Linked DNA regions of Danio rerio: region 1 is linked to region 2. Evidence: chromatin contacts called from public HiChIP or PLAC-seq data. All regions are on one chromosome and are shown on one strand. The core of a region is the stretch at or near the end of the contact, and the rest is flanking DNA. Distances in the headings are between cores, read along the strand shown. Region 1 holds the start of bptf (bromodomain PHD finger transcription factor). Region 2 holds the start of mpst (mercaptopyruvate sulfurtransferase).

The links. HiChIP or PLAC-seq counts read pairs in DNA pulled down with a chosen protein or histone mark.
Region 1: a contact with region 2 is called in an H3K4me3 HiChIP or PLAC-seq map of gastrula embryo, with 4 times the contacts expected there. The contact joins the promoter of bptf here to the promoter of mpst in region 2. A contact is called at or near these places in 2 of 4 datasets of contacts at active chromatin or transcription factors (embryo and gastrula embryo).

What each region holds. Positions count from the first base shown.
Region 1 is chr3:24,161,910-24,168,198 of GRCz12tu, reverse strand. bptf (bromodomain PHD finger transcription factor) reads left to right here and starts at 3,119. Exons shown (of 31, transcript XM_073944489.1): 1 at 3,119-3,828. The coding sequence starts at 3,348. trnas-aga (transfer RNA serine (anticodon AGA)) reads right to left here and starts at 1,266; the gene lies at 1,185-1,266.
Region 2 is chr3:23,907,538-23,913,670 of GRCz12tu, reverse strand. It overlaps mpst (mercaptopyruvate sulfurtransferase), which reads right to left and starts at 3,039. Exons shown (of 2, transcript NM_001089346.1): 1 at 2,363-3,039; 2 at 21-998. The coding sequence starts at 2,951. The coding sequence ends at 697. trnac-gca (transfer RNA cysteine (anticodon GCA)) reads left to right here and starts at 3,174; the gene lies at 3,174-3,245. It overlaps LOC141381198 (a long non-coding RNA gene), which reads left to right. Exons shown (of 6, transcript XR_012400986.1): 6 at 723-2,186. si:ch211-256m1.8 reads right to left here. Exons shown (of 4, transcript XM_001335646.8): 4 at 4,708-6,133. The coding sequence ends at 5,214.

The sequences.
Region 1 (6,289 bases), core at 1,870-4,369, 250 kb before region 2:
ACACACACCCAATCACCCATATTCCATCTCAAAACTATTTTCTTTTTATATTTAAATTTTTTATTGCAAAGAGATACAATTCACAACAGCTGTTAGACATTTTACAGCACATTCTCCTAATTTATCAGTGAAAGAAAACTAAAGCAACATATCCCTTTACATCATCTTAATTAATGACCAATAATAGAAAAACTATTTACAAAAGTAACCCATGGGTTTAGCGCTGTGTAAGCCTATTTCTTTCCATAATGAGTCAAAGGGTCTTAATAAGTCTTAGATATGACGAAGAAACCGGCAGAAACCCTGTAGGCCTATATATTATTTACATATGCAATACATAATTAAGAACAATAGGCGGACAATTTATTATTTGAAATATAATCTATGATTAAATTTTTTAAACATTTTTCTTTTAATGCCCTCGATACAACTTATATATAATAAAACAACTGGTATAAGTTTCAGTAACATGCAATACACCTAAATCAAACCCAAATCTAACCCAAGCCTAGAGTATTAAATTATGGATAAATATAAAATCATAAATTAAAAAAATATATTAAAACATGTTTTTAATCAAATCTGGGTTAAATAAGTAATGTTGATTACATTTTTATTTGTTTGTTTAAATTATATAAGATTCAAATTAGATGTTTTTTTTAATCAATATAATTATTATTTTGACATCAACAATTTACAGATTCATTTCAGTATACATGTAAACATTCTTTTCTTACCACTCTCACATGACAGAACACATCGAGATGATCTGTAAAATAAGGGATAATCAATGGCTTTTCGTGCGTTGAAGGATTTTAATGCACGACGTAGAGGCGAAGGATTCATCGGTTTCCTGCGCAGCATATGCTAGTTGTAATGGTAATTATAAACGTTTGGTTTGGGAGAAGCGCATTTATTTCGAACTGTGATCAAAAAATGACTGGAACTACCTGTGCGTTTCAACCAAAATAATGCACAACCTCCAGCCAATCAGAATCAAGAATTTCAACAGTCCATGCAATAAGAGGAAATAACGTTAAACAAGTAAACAATAATGACAAATAAAAGATTAAAGCAACGAAGAGTCAAACTTAATTAGATGTTTCTTAATGAGATTTTTATAGACATTTTGTGGTTATACAGAAATGTAACTAATTTATCAGAAGTGTGAAAAAAAAGACTTCCGTAGTCGGCAGGATTCGAACCTGCGCGGGGAGACCCCAATGGATTTCTAGTCCATCGCCTTAACCACTCGGCCACGACTACTTGCTGTATATGCTTCGTTGGCAGCAGTTTTGAATAAAAACACATCGTGTATGAAATGACATGACATGCTTTTTTTGTAATATCGGCTTTATGCCACCACGTTCTAAAAGAACACAGTAAACGCGTATTTCTTATTACGTCATAACAGATTCGAATTGTAGAATCAGGGCATCAAAACAGAATGTGTTCGACTTCACATGCTACTAATAACACTACAGATCATTGGAATGACCTACTTCTACAAACAAAAGTGTACTACACAAATAAACTACACAAATGTCATGTTTCATGTATTATCGTTACACCGTCGATCTCATTCCCAACCTCGCCACCAGAGGTCCCTGTTACTCCAGTATTGATTGTTGTGTAGGCATTATGTTATTGGCACGTTGTAAATGTCTTGATCAGGTCTTGATCTATTCTATTTAATAATTCTCCTCCCAAACATTGAGTTTTGGAGTATGATGAGTGGGTCTATTTGAGGTCTTCATTGTTTTAGTTTGTCATCTTTTATTTTGGATGTAAATATGCATCAAAGCTTCATCTATGAATTAAGACACATTCTTAACCACTCTGGACCAAACCTAAAGCTTAGGAAAGCAAAATGAATTGAAATGGAAAACATAACAGCTAACTAGATTTTAATTAATCAAATAAATATGACATCAGTTATTAAAATGTGTGAGCAAGACATTGAAAGGTATGTGAGGTTATGATCCTATCTCAGTGTTTTTGTGATGGGGATTAATCAAGAACAGCGTAAAAATTGTTTTAAACACACACACACACTCACACACTTTTTATATAATTTAAAATACTTTCTGAAATTATTTGGAAAATGAATATTCGTTGCACAAATTCAAGTCTACAAAACTTGTGTTTGCAGCCAACAGGCAGAAAGCCATTCTGTTCCCATATAATCTTACACACACTAACAATGATATATATATATATATATATATATATATATATATATATATATATATATATATATATATATATATATATATATATATATATATATATATATATATATATATACTTTGAAACTGCTGAGAAAAACCATACATACTCATATTGAATAGCTTAAAATGTTATCTGTGCATTTATATCAGTTTCAAATATTTAGAAAGCTTTATTCCTTGTTATATAATCAGTCTAATAAATGGATTTAAATGTGTATCTAGAAAAAAATACTTTTTAATAATAATAAAATATTTATCAATTTAACTTAATGGCTGTATCACATTAAATGTATGAAATATTCAATAACGTATTTATAGCCTATATGTTTGACCAACAGATTACATTATATGAGAGGCACATGCCATCAGACATGTTTGATTCTTTGAAGTAAAATGTTCAGTTTTCTGAGCATGTCAAATCCAGATATGACAGATCACACAATTATTGATGATGATTTTGTAAATCTATTTTTTTTATAATTATATATAAATAAATATCTTTTAAACTAATAAACATTACATTGTGGGTATTTTCATCTTGCCAAAATGGAAAAACGAAGTGCAACACCTATTCAAACTTATTTTTGTTCACACTGTAACTCTGGCGAGTATGTTTCAGTCAGCCCTCCATCTCAATGAACCGGCTGAAGGTAACACGTAGAAGAAAATGGAGAACAGATGACAAGAGGCACTGCTCAGAAACAACACTAAAACCAGCAGATGCACGCAAAGAAAGACATTTTCTCGTGCTTAGGCGCCTAATAGCAGCACCACGCGCTCTGGACGCGTGTTGACAAACGCAAAACGCAGCAAACATCGTGGTGAAAGTAGCGAGCGTTGAGTCGGAGCGCCGGTCACGTGACGCCAGCACGGGCCTGCTGTCTGTTGTCAGCGGACGGAGAGGGAGGAAAGAACATGGCGGCTGCGAGCGACCTGAAGCGGGGCGCCGGGCGATCGTTTTGAGCTTTCTCTCGTTAACCGAGACCGGGGCTCCGCGGGACTAGTGCATTCGCACCTGCGAGGGATCAACTTTGCGGTGGTGCCCGAAATTCCGGGTTTGCTGCGTGTAAACTGCAGGCAATACGCGAAACTGAAGAGAATAGATTTTTATCCATAATGAGGGGGAGACGAGGCAGGCCGCCCAAAGCCCAGCTGGTGCAGGAGCCCTCAACGGGGCCGGTGCGCGGGCTGAGACCCCGCCGAAGCTTGAAACCGAAGGTGAAAGGGGGCTCGGATGAGGATTATGTCACTCCGAAACGAGGGACCCATCACCATTCAACACGAGGCCGGAGAAAAGCGCGATCCACGGCATCGAGAGGCAGAGGAAGAGGCAGGGGGACGGCCAGAGGCAGGGGGCGGCGGAGCACCGCGAGCGGGGTGGTTTACGACGACCACGAGAGCGATGAGGACGACGAAGATGCGGTCAGTTTGAGATCGGAGGAGGACGAATACATCGAGGAGCCTCTGACGGACGAAGAGGAGGAAGAAGAAGAGGAGGAGGCCATCAACGACGAGTCCGACTACCTGGAGGAACTGGACGAATTGGATGAAGACGATGCGAGTTACTGCACGGAGAGCAGCCACGGCAGCAACACAGGTACGGACGCTTCGTCGGACCCACGAATTGCTGATAAGTGCGCTGCGATGAGTGCGAAATTAAACTTGAACGCTCGCTCTTTTGTTGACCAAAACACTCAAAATGGATCCTGGTGCTTTTCTATGCTGGCAGAGGCCGCTGGTTTAGCACTTAGCTTTAGCGCGGCAGTGCTTTATTGTGGTTAAATTAAGATTGCATGACGTTATCGCGATGAAAAAGGTTTAGAATTAAACATTGGACCTAATTTGACATTGCACAATAGTGAAACAGATTTTAAAGTCATTAACAAAAAGTTAGCTTCACTCGTCAATTATGTATTTGCTAACATTAGCCTGTTAGCGTATTAAATTAAGGCATCCTTTTTGCATTTTTATTGAATGATTTTAAATAATTCTTTCTAATCATATGACTGTTTTTGTGTTGTGACAGTAATTGGATCTGTTTTTAAGTCCACTCACGAGAACTGCAAAAGTTTGTTAGCCCGTCATCTGGCTAATTGATTTCGCGCTGATAAGATAATTTATTATTAAAATTAATCGCGTGTTTCTTAAACCTTCTTCTAACTGGGGCAAAATGTGTCATTTGGGTGTTTGCTTACTATCCGGCCTGATTTGCATGAGTGTATGGTTGTCTGAGTGCTGTTTGCACCACGTAGCCAGGGCTGAAGTGCAGCTAATGACAGGACAGCATGCGGCCGATTGTTTTGAAATCCAGCGCCAGTGCCGTTGCACCTGACGCGGGGAGGAAGTTTAATTTCGACCCGCTACTGTGTCATGCTCGAGCATGACGTCATAGTGACACTTATGATGTAGTCTTTGTTGTTGTTAAAGTTCTTCACCCGACCTGTAAGATGGAAACAGTCCTGCAATCAGTTTTTGAATGATGGATGTGTTAAACATCAATTTCCAGCAACTGTTTTCAATATCCGTGTGCTGTGAAATGGAATTTATTTCAGGGATGGAAAAGCTGATTTTTACACTCACTTGATATTTTGAAAATCATTCTGATTTGCTTTTAAACAAACATTTTTGGTTGTTAACAGTGTAAAAAGCATTATTCTGCTTCATGTTTTGGGAACAGTGATTGATATTTTTGTGGATATTTTGGTTAATTTAAAGTTCAAAGCAATTATTTGAAATGGAAGGCTTTTGTAATAATTGAAGTTTAATAATGTCACCCAATCATAGTTTTACATTGTGTCCAATTAAAATATATTTTTTTATATTTTTCTTTCCACAATTTAAAATTTATTTGCTTTAGTTTTTTCATAGATGTAAAAATGCTGATATCACATTGTTAGATACAAGATGCATCAGATTCTGTTAGATATCTGTACTTGCAAATGTAATAGCAATACATTACATTAAAATGTATTACAAATGACACAATTCAAGAATGCAGAACTGACAATCCTGGACAGACACAGGAGCATTATTAAAAAGCATTAAATGCCATTACAACCTGGGAATATTTTTTAAAGATAAAGTTTATCCAAAACTAAAATTTTTCATTGTTTACAGTTGCCAACTTATTTACCACAGAAGATATCATGAAGAATGTTGTAAACTGGTAGCCATTGACTTCAGTTGTATTTCTTTTCCTTAGTGTGGAGTTTTTTTTTTTTTTACATTCTTCAAAATATCCCTCTTTGTGTCCATCAGAAAAAGTATATAATGAGTATAGATATGAATGAGAAGCTTCTGACTGAATTAAAAATATTTATTTTAGCTTCAGTTGTTTTCATCTGAAAGAAAACAGACACCTAGGATGACTTGAGATTGAGTAAATGGTGGTACAGTTTTTATTTTTGAATGAACTACTGCTTTAAACGTTAACTTGTTGCCTTTTCAACACATGGGTTGTTGATAAGATTTTGCCTTTTCACTGTCACACATGACAAAAATTAATAGAATAAGTATTGTCATAAAAATGCAGTATTTAAAATGCAGAAAAATGGGTAAATGTTTCTTTAATTGACCACTTGTTATAAAAACCACTGTGTTGTTAAATTTTTTGAAACATCTCTGAGCCAAATCTCAAAACTGTCATGCCACTAAAACTTGGTTGGTTCTCTTTTAGTGTGACACTGACAATTTATTTAAATTGTCCAACTAGTGGATAAGTCACACTTATGCTTTTTGTATATATTTTTTTACTTTTTCTCCCTCATTTTACTGTCATGCCTTATAATGTTTTTAACAGTTCAGTAAAAGCACAGTGTCCGCAGGGTCTTAAAAAGGCTTAAAATTCACTGAAATGTGGTGTTGTAGGTCTTAATTTTTCTTTTTCCTTGTAAAGCTACCCAATCGGTACAACAACAATTCATCTGAATTTTACCAATATGGTTTAATTATCTTTCTTACATCCTTAAAATAACACTTCTTAAAAGTTCTCCATGTATTTATGCATAAAAGTATGTTGTTCAAAAATTTGTAGTTTGTTATTGTTTTTAAATCTTGTT
Region 2 (6,133 bases), core at 1,790-4,289:
AGAACAACTGGGTTCAATTACTTGGATTTTACTTGTTTATAAAACTAGTAAATAGTAACAGATCAATCGCATGTTGCCAGAAAAATATCTGATGAGACAAATTACAAGAAAATTAACTTAATGTTATGGATATAATAACAGTCTTGTAAATAGATTATTTTTGTAGGTGGTTTTGACAATTACAATCAAAGGTCATTAGGCCCATTCAAATCAAGGACATTAACTTTAACCTAGATATGCAGGTATAAAAACTTACTTTAATACATAAGTCTTTAACAACTGAACTTAGAAACACTTCCAATCGATAACCCGTAAATCACTTACTAATCAGCCTTAGTTAAAAGCACCAAATTATTTAAGGTGACACAAATATGCATCACATGTTTACAATAAGCAATGCTATTTTACTTTGACTAGGACAATTATATAGTAATCAAAGTTTTTGAAGTGACCAGACCATAAATTCAGGATATTTGGCAGCTTAATTGAGCTATGAATTGGTAAAGCATAATGATATACTTATGTCTAATTTTAACACCCTTCCAAGGTGTAAATAACTGTAACCAGAAATAGACTTTAGTTCTTAAACAATATTAGTACAAAAAACACAGTGATTTTTTTAAAAGTCTAGTGATTCTATTGGTCATCAGTTGTTTATTGATGAAAAGGTGCCGCATGGGTCTAAGACACCATTAATCATGGCTGTTTTCCTTTTCCCTCAGAGATGATGTGTTCAGGTGCAGCTTTGGTGAACCACTCGGACCAGGCCCCATCATACAGACTGACCCCCGGGTGTCCGCACAGGTGAGCAGCGAGGGCGATGTGACAGGCTGTTACACCTGAGCCACAGGTCACCCAGAAGGGCTTCTGCAGGTCAACTCCAGCTTGCTGGAAGAGCTTGGTTAGTTCCTCCACCGGACGTTCTAGACCTGACTCTGGGTCCATGAAGCTTGGAAAAGGCATGTTGAGTGATGCAGGGATGTGACCAGGCTCTGTGTCTAAGGTGAGAAAATAAAAACCAATGATATATTGGCATTTCTGACAAATAAGTTTTGATCTTACAGTGGTGTATTTCTGTGTACAAATTGATATAAATGTGATCACAGGGTACATATTAATACTTAAGTAAAAATGTGTTCTTCTTAAAATTTGTAATGTATACTTTTGAGGTACCAATATGGAACCTTCAAGTACAAATGTGTACCTTTTGAAAAGTTACCACCCCAGTGACAGCTCACGTACCTTTATTTCTGAGAGTGTATTGTCATTTATTAGGCAAATAGCAAACTAGCCAGAACTTTTCTCAGTTAGAATTTGGATATTCAAATAAAAATTTAAATAAATGAAAACATAATCACAATAAAAGAGCTTGATGATTTTTCTAGCCTCTCTTGTAAAAAAAAAAAGGACATTTGAATGAAAATTTATGGATAACAACAATAGCCAAATTAATATTGAAAACAATTATAAGATGGGCCGTTTTTGGTGCTTCACACCTTTTTATCTGTAATTTTGTGTTTCAAGAATAAGGTCCAAGATTTAGAATAAAAGTTAATTGTAAAATGTTTCTCTAGTTAAAAACAATACAGTAGCGAAGGATGACCTCACTTACATCAGATTATATGTTTTCTTGCACAGCTGGATGTTGCACTAATAAAAAAAATATATAGTTTGCATAGGCCAAAACTGATTAGCTAAAGTCACACAAAAGCGATTGCCAACAGAGCATTCTGCTTGTCGTAAAGCCTTTTTTAATGGGCAATTTTTACAATTTATGATGGTGCAGCAGTCAAAATAGGACAAGTTAGCTCATGTTTGGGACTCATTTTGGACCTTTGTCACTGAGGGGTGGGTCTTTCGAACCACCCGAACCCCCCTAGCAACAGGTTTGCATAGTTGTAGCTTTTAGCTAAAAATCTCAACTGTCACTTTGACCATTAGCACATTCGTCAGTGAATTAACAAACATTTAAATGACATTTAATATTTTGGATATTTCTGTTTGTAAGATATTAAGAAAACAAAAAACTGAGCAGATGAAATTGATTTAACACAGAAGTATATTTTTGAGATGTTTTCCTGTTATTATAATCAAAATATTTTTAAATAAAGATACACTTATGTGATTTTAAGTCTTGTTAGGTGAAAATGTAGCTATCAAAATTAAGGGAGTTTATGCTTTAATCAAGAATAAAAAAAATACCCAAAACAAACAATTCAAAGTTAAAGGTTTTAGAAAGTGTCCCCTGATTTAAGAGTTTCGATTATTTATTTGTTTTTATTTACAATTTTGAAAGTTATTGGCACATTGTTTTGCAGAAAAATTAATGCAATAACAGCTATAACAAACAATCCTTACGTACTTGCCCTTGGCTCTGGTTCAACCCCACGAAATCTCCCATTGGCTCTGGCGTCCACTACTTGAAATTCCTTAGTTTTAATGTTGTTCAACACGTCTTCATAAGTTTTGACCCATGACTCTTTAAAGGACGCTTTGAAGTCTACAGGCGCATGTTTGCTGTACTGCTGGGAAACAGGATGACCCTCTTTTAACCAGTTCTTGAAGCCACCGTCCAGAACCGACACCGAACTGTGCCCAAACACTCGAAACATCCACCAAACCCGCGGTGCGGAGAACGAACCGAAGTCGCTGGCATCGTAAACGACGACATGAGTGTTGTTTCCTATACCCAGGTTACCCACATAGTCTGCAAACTCGCCCTTGGTAGGCAGCATGTGATCAAACTCCGAGCTTTTGTCGCAACATTCGTCGATGTCGAAAAACGAGGCTCCCGGAATGTGCGTTTGTTCAAACTCAGCCCTGGGGTTACGTTTCATTTTTGGTAAATACCATGATGCGTCTAATATCCGCAGATTTGGTCCCACTCGGTTGCTTTTGACAGCGTCTGCGAGCCACCGGGCCGCTACGAGAGCTCTAGTTTGAGCGGCCATTACACTCATGCGCCTCTGCGGGATAACAGCCGTCTATATTACGAACAGATAACACCGACACAGAGGGTTAGAAATGGCTATTTTATTTATTTATTTTTTGACGATAGAAAATGACAATAATGAGGTTCTTATTATTAAAATGTACATTTTACTATTAAATACGTTATTTACGACTATGAACCTTCTGGATATGTGGGATGGAAATCCCCGCTTCCTCTGCGAGGGGGTATAGCTCAGTGGTAGAGCATTTGACTGCAGATCAAGAGGTCCCCGGTTCAAATCCGGGTGCCCCCTGGTAATATCTGTTTTTTTCCCAATTGTGACTTTTAAGAATTTCTAGTGATCTGCTAACATTTTTAAACACACTGCAATCAGATAAAAGCAGAACAGTGGCCTTTCTAAGACATTTCAATCATCTTTTAATTGCATTCACAGTGTCTTTTGCATTGCAGTGGTATTTAGCAAGAAACACTTAATAGGAAATGATTATAGATTGATTTGGTGTTTTTTTATGACAGATCGCCCCTTAGATACTGAGCTTTAATGTTTTTACATTCTTTCATATTTATTTTCGTTTTTCTTCAATATTCTTGCAAATAACTGACTTGCTTGTATTATAAATGTGCAACATTAAATTTTTAAGCTAAAGTAGGATTTTTGTAACATTAAATAAAATAATTTAACATGAATGAATAGAATTGATGCATTAAAAGTAGATAACCTCATATATATATATATATATATATATATATATATATATATATATATATATATATATATATATATATATATATATTATGCCTAATATATTAATACTAGTTCTGAACTTATAGTTCACAAATTTTTTTAATTAATATGCAATTAAATATATATAAAACTAGTATTGTAAAATTGTGTTGACATGTATGAGAAAGTTGCATTTAATTCAGAATTGTGTTTTTTAAATTGATAGTGACATTGTAAAAATGAATAGTTGGTTTTAATTTGCTCATCCTGAGGCCATCAGATATGACCATTTTAATTGTAGCCCTAAAGGGAATTATGTTGTAAATAATGCTCAGTTCCTTACACAAATGATTGTTTTGCTTCAAAAGACCTCAATGTATCTTCAAAAGTTACAGGTGTTCATTTTATTTTGCCTGTATATGTGTTTTTAATTACTCTCAAATTGTTTGGTAGATGTTTACTTGCATTTTATGAACAACCAATGATTAGAGTTTTTTTAATGTTCTACTTAGAAACAATGGCACCCGCTGTAGATCTTGAATGACTTAAAGGTGAGTAAAATAACAGCAAATTTTCCAAAGGGCATCTGTTTCATTTATTAAGATTTGTTTAGTTATATCCTAAAATATTTTATCAAATTATTCTGGTTCAAGCCATAAGTTGTCGGATAGATTTTTGTCACTGCTTATTTCCCCTATGTGACTTTTTTGAGTTGGAGAAAGAAGCACTGGTTTCTTTCAGTAAATGTTGTTGTCAGTTTGTGAAATTATTATTATTATTATTATTTTGTAGTTTGTCACAATATTTATTGGTAGTTTGTAGAAGGTATGCAGTTCTGTAGGAGTGAGTGTTGGTCATGACAATTAAACGAAAGTTTTAGCACAGCTCTAATGCTGTTTTACACTTATTAGCAGTTGTGAAAGAAGGGATTTTATGGCTTATTTTTAGATGATGATTAATATCTAATCTTGATTTTGGTACTGAGATTACTTAATGATAAAAATGATTTTAAAAAGAAAGGCATTAAGGGTTATTGTTATGCATTTTTATTATCACCTTGAAATAATGTTGTAAAATAATACAGTTTTAGCAATCAGCAAGCAAGTTTTAATGCATTCATATAAGCACAAAGAAAGTGTTAACAGATAAGAAAGAAAATGCAAAGTAATACTTGTCTTGATAAATAAATGCACTATTACAATTCTATAAAACTTTAAAGGCTCATAAGTTCTTACAATACATGTTTAATCTTAACTAAAACAATGTCAGTAAATGCATTGAAGAAATAAAAACTGTTTTACATTTGTGAATATATTTAACTGTCAGTCAAGGAAGTTCAAAACTTTTTGCTAGAAAATTAAACATTTAACCATTTGAAACATGATTTCTAAGATTCTTCTTGAGAGTATATTTTCCATTTATTTCTTACATTAGATCAAGCTGTAATGCTACAAAACTGTCGATATAAATACTGAGTATTTGTAAATGTTGAAAGTCCATGAACATGATAAATCATTTAAGGACAATGTGCACCATTTAAGGCAAAAACTTCTTTGCTTTCAGCCTAGGTATGATTTGCATGTCCCTGACATCATTGTGCTGCAGAAGCCAGCATAGGTATCTCTCTGTACCCATACCCCATCCGCTTGTAAGAAGAGGCATGACTTGACGCATGTTGATGTACCATTTGTATGAGTCCTCTGGCACAGCATGGTGTTGTAAGGCCTCTCGTACCATGTCTGGTGTAGAATGACGTTCCCCAAGCCCTACCGTCTCTCCTAAGCCCAAGAGAAGGTCAGCTGCCTTGGCTTTGCTCTGGCCTGAATCTTCGATATATGCTTGGTAGAAAGGCACTCCAAGATGGTCCATTTCTGTCAGCCAAACAGCACCTCCATACTTCTCAATTAGGACCTTTTCTCCCTTTCGAGTTAGCTTCCTACCAAACTGTGGTTGTCCCTCCTGAACCCACTCAAGGCAATCGGAGGAAGGCATAATGTGAATGGCTTGATCCAAGGCTACTCTTGGAAGGGGACCTTCTAAATTCTTAAGTAGTTCCTGGGCATGAGAGAGTTTACCAGCAGTGTTTAAGATAATGTCAGAATGTTGCTTTAGCATTGCCTTTGTCAAATGGGCAACATAGCCTTCAGCTATACTCATGGCAACATCCATGTCACCCAGGAGCTCACATTCCACATGGTAGAACTGGTTGAGATGTGTAGCATCAGGATCTTCCCCTCTGAAACTGGGGGATACATAGTAAGCCCCAGGAAGTCCATCATGAAATCTCAGGAAGTACTCTAAAACAAACTGCATAGAGTCTGCCAGATACACATCTTGGCCTAGCATGTTGACAAACACGGGCTCAGAGTCTGACCCCAGACCCATTGGAGAGGAAATTGTGTCTGTCGTGATTGGTGTCAGTGCATAACCATACTTGCATTTGTTGTTGAAGTACT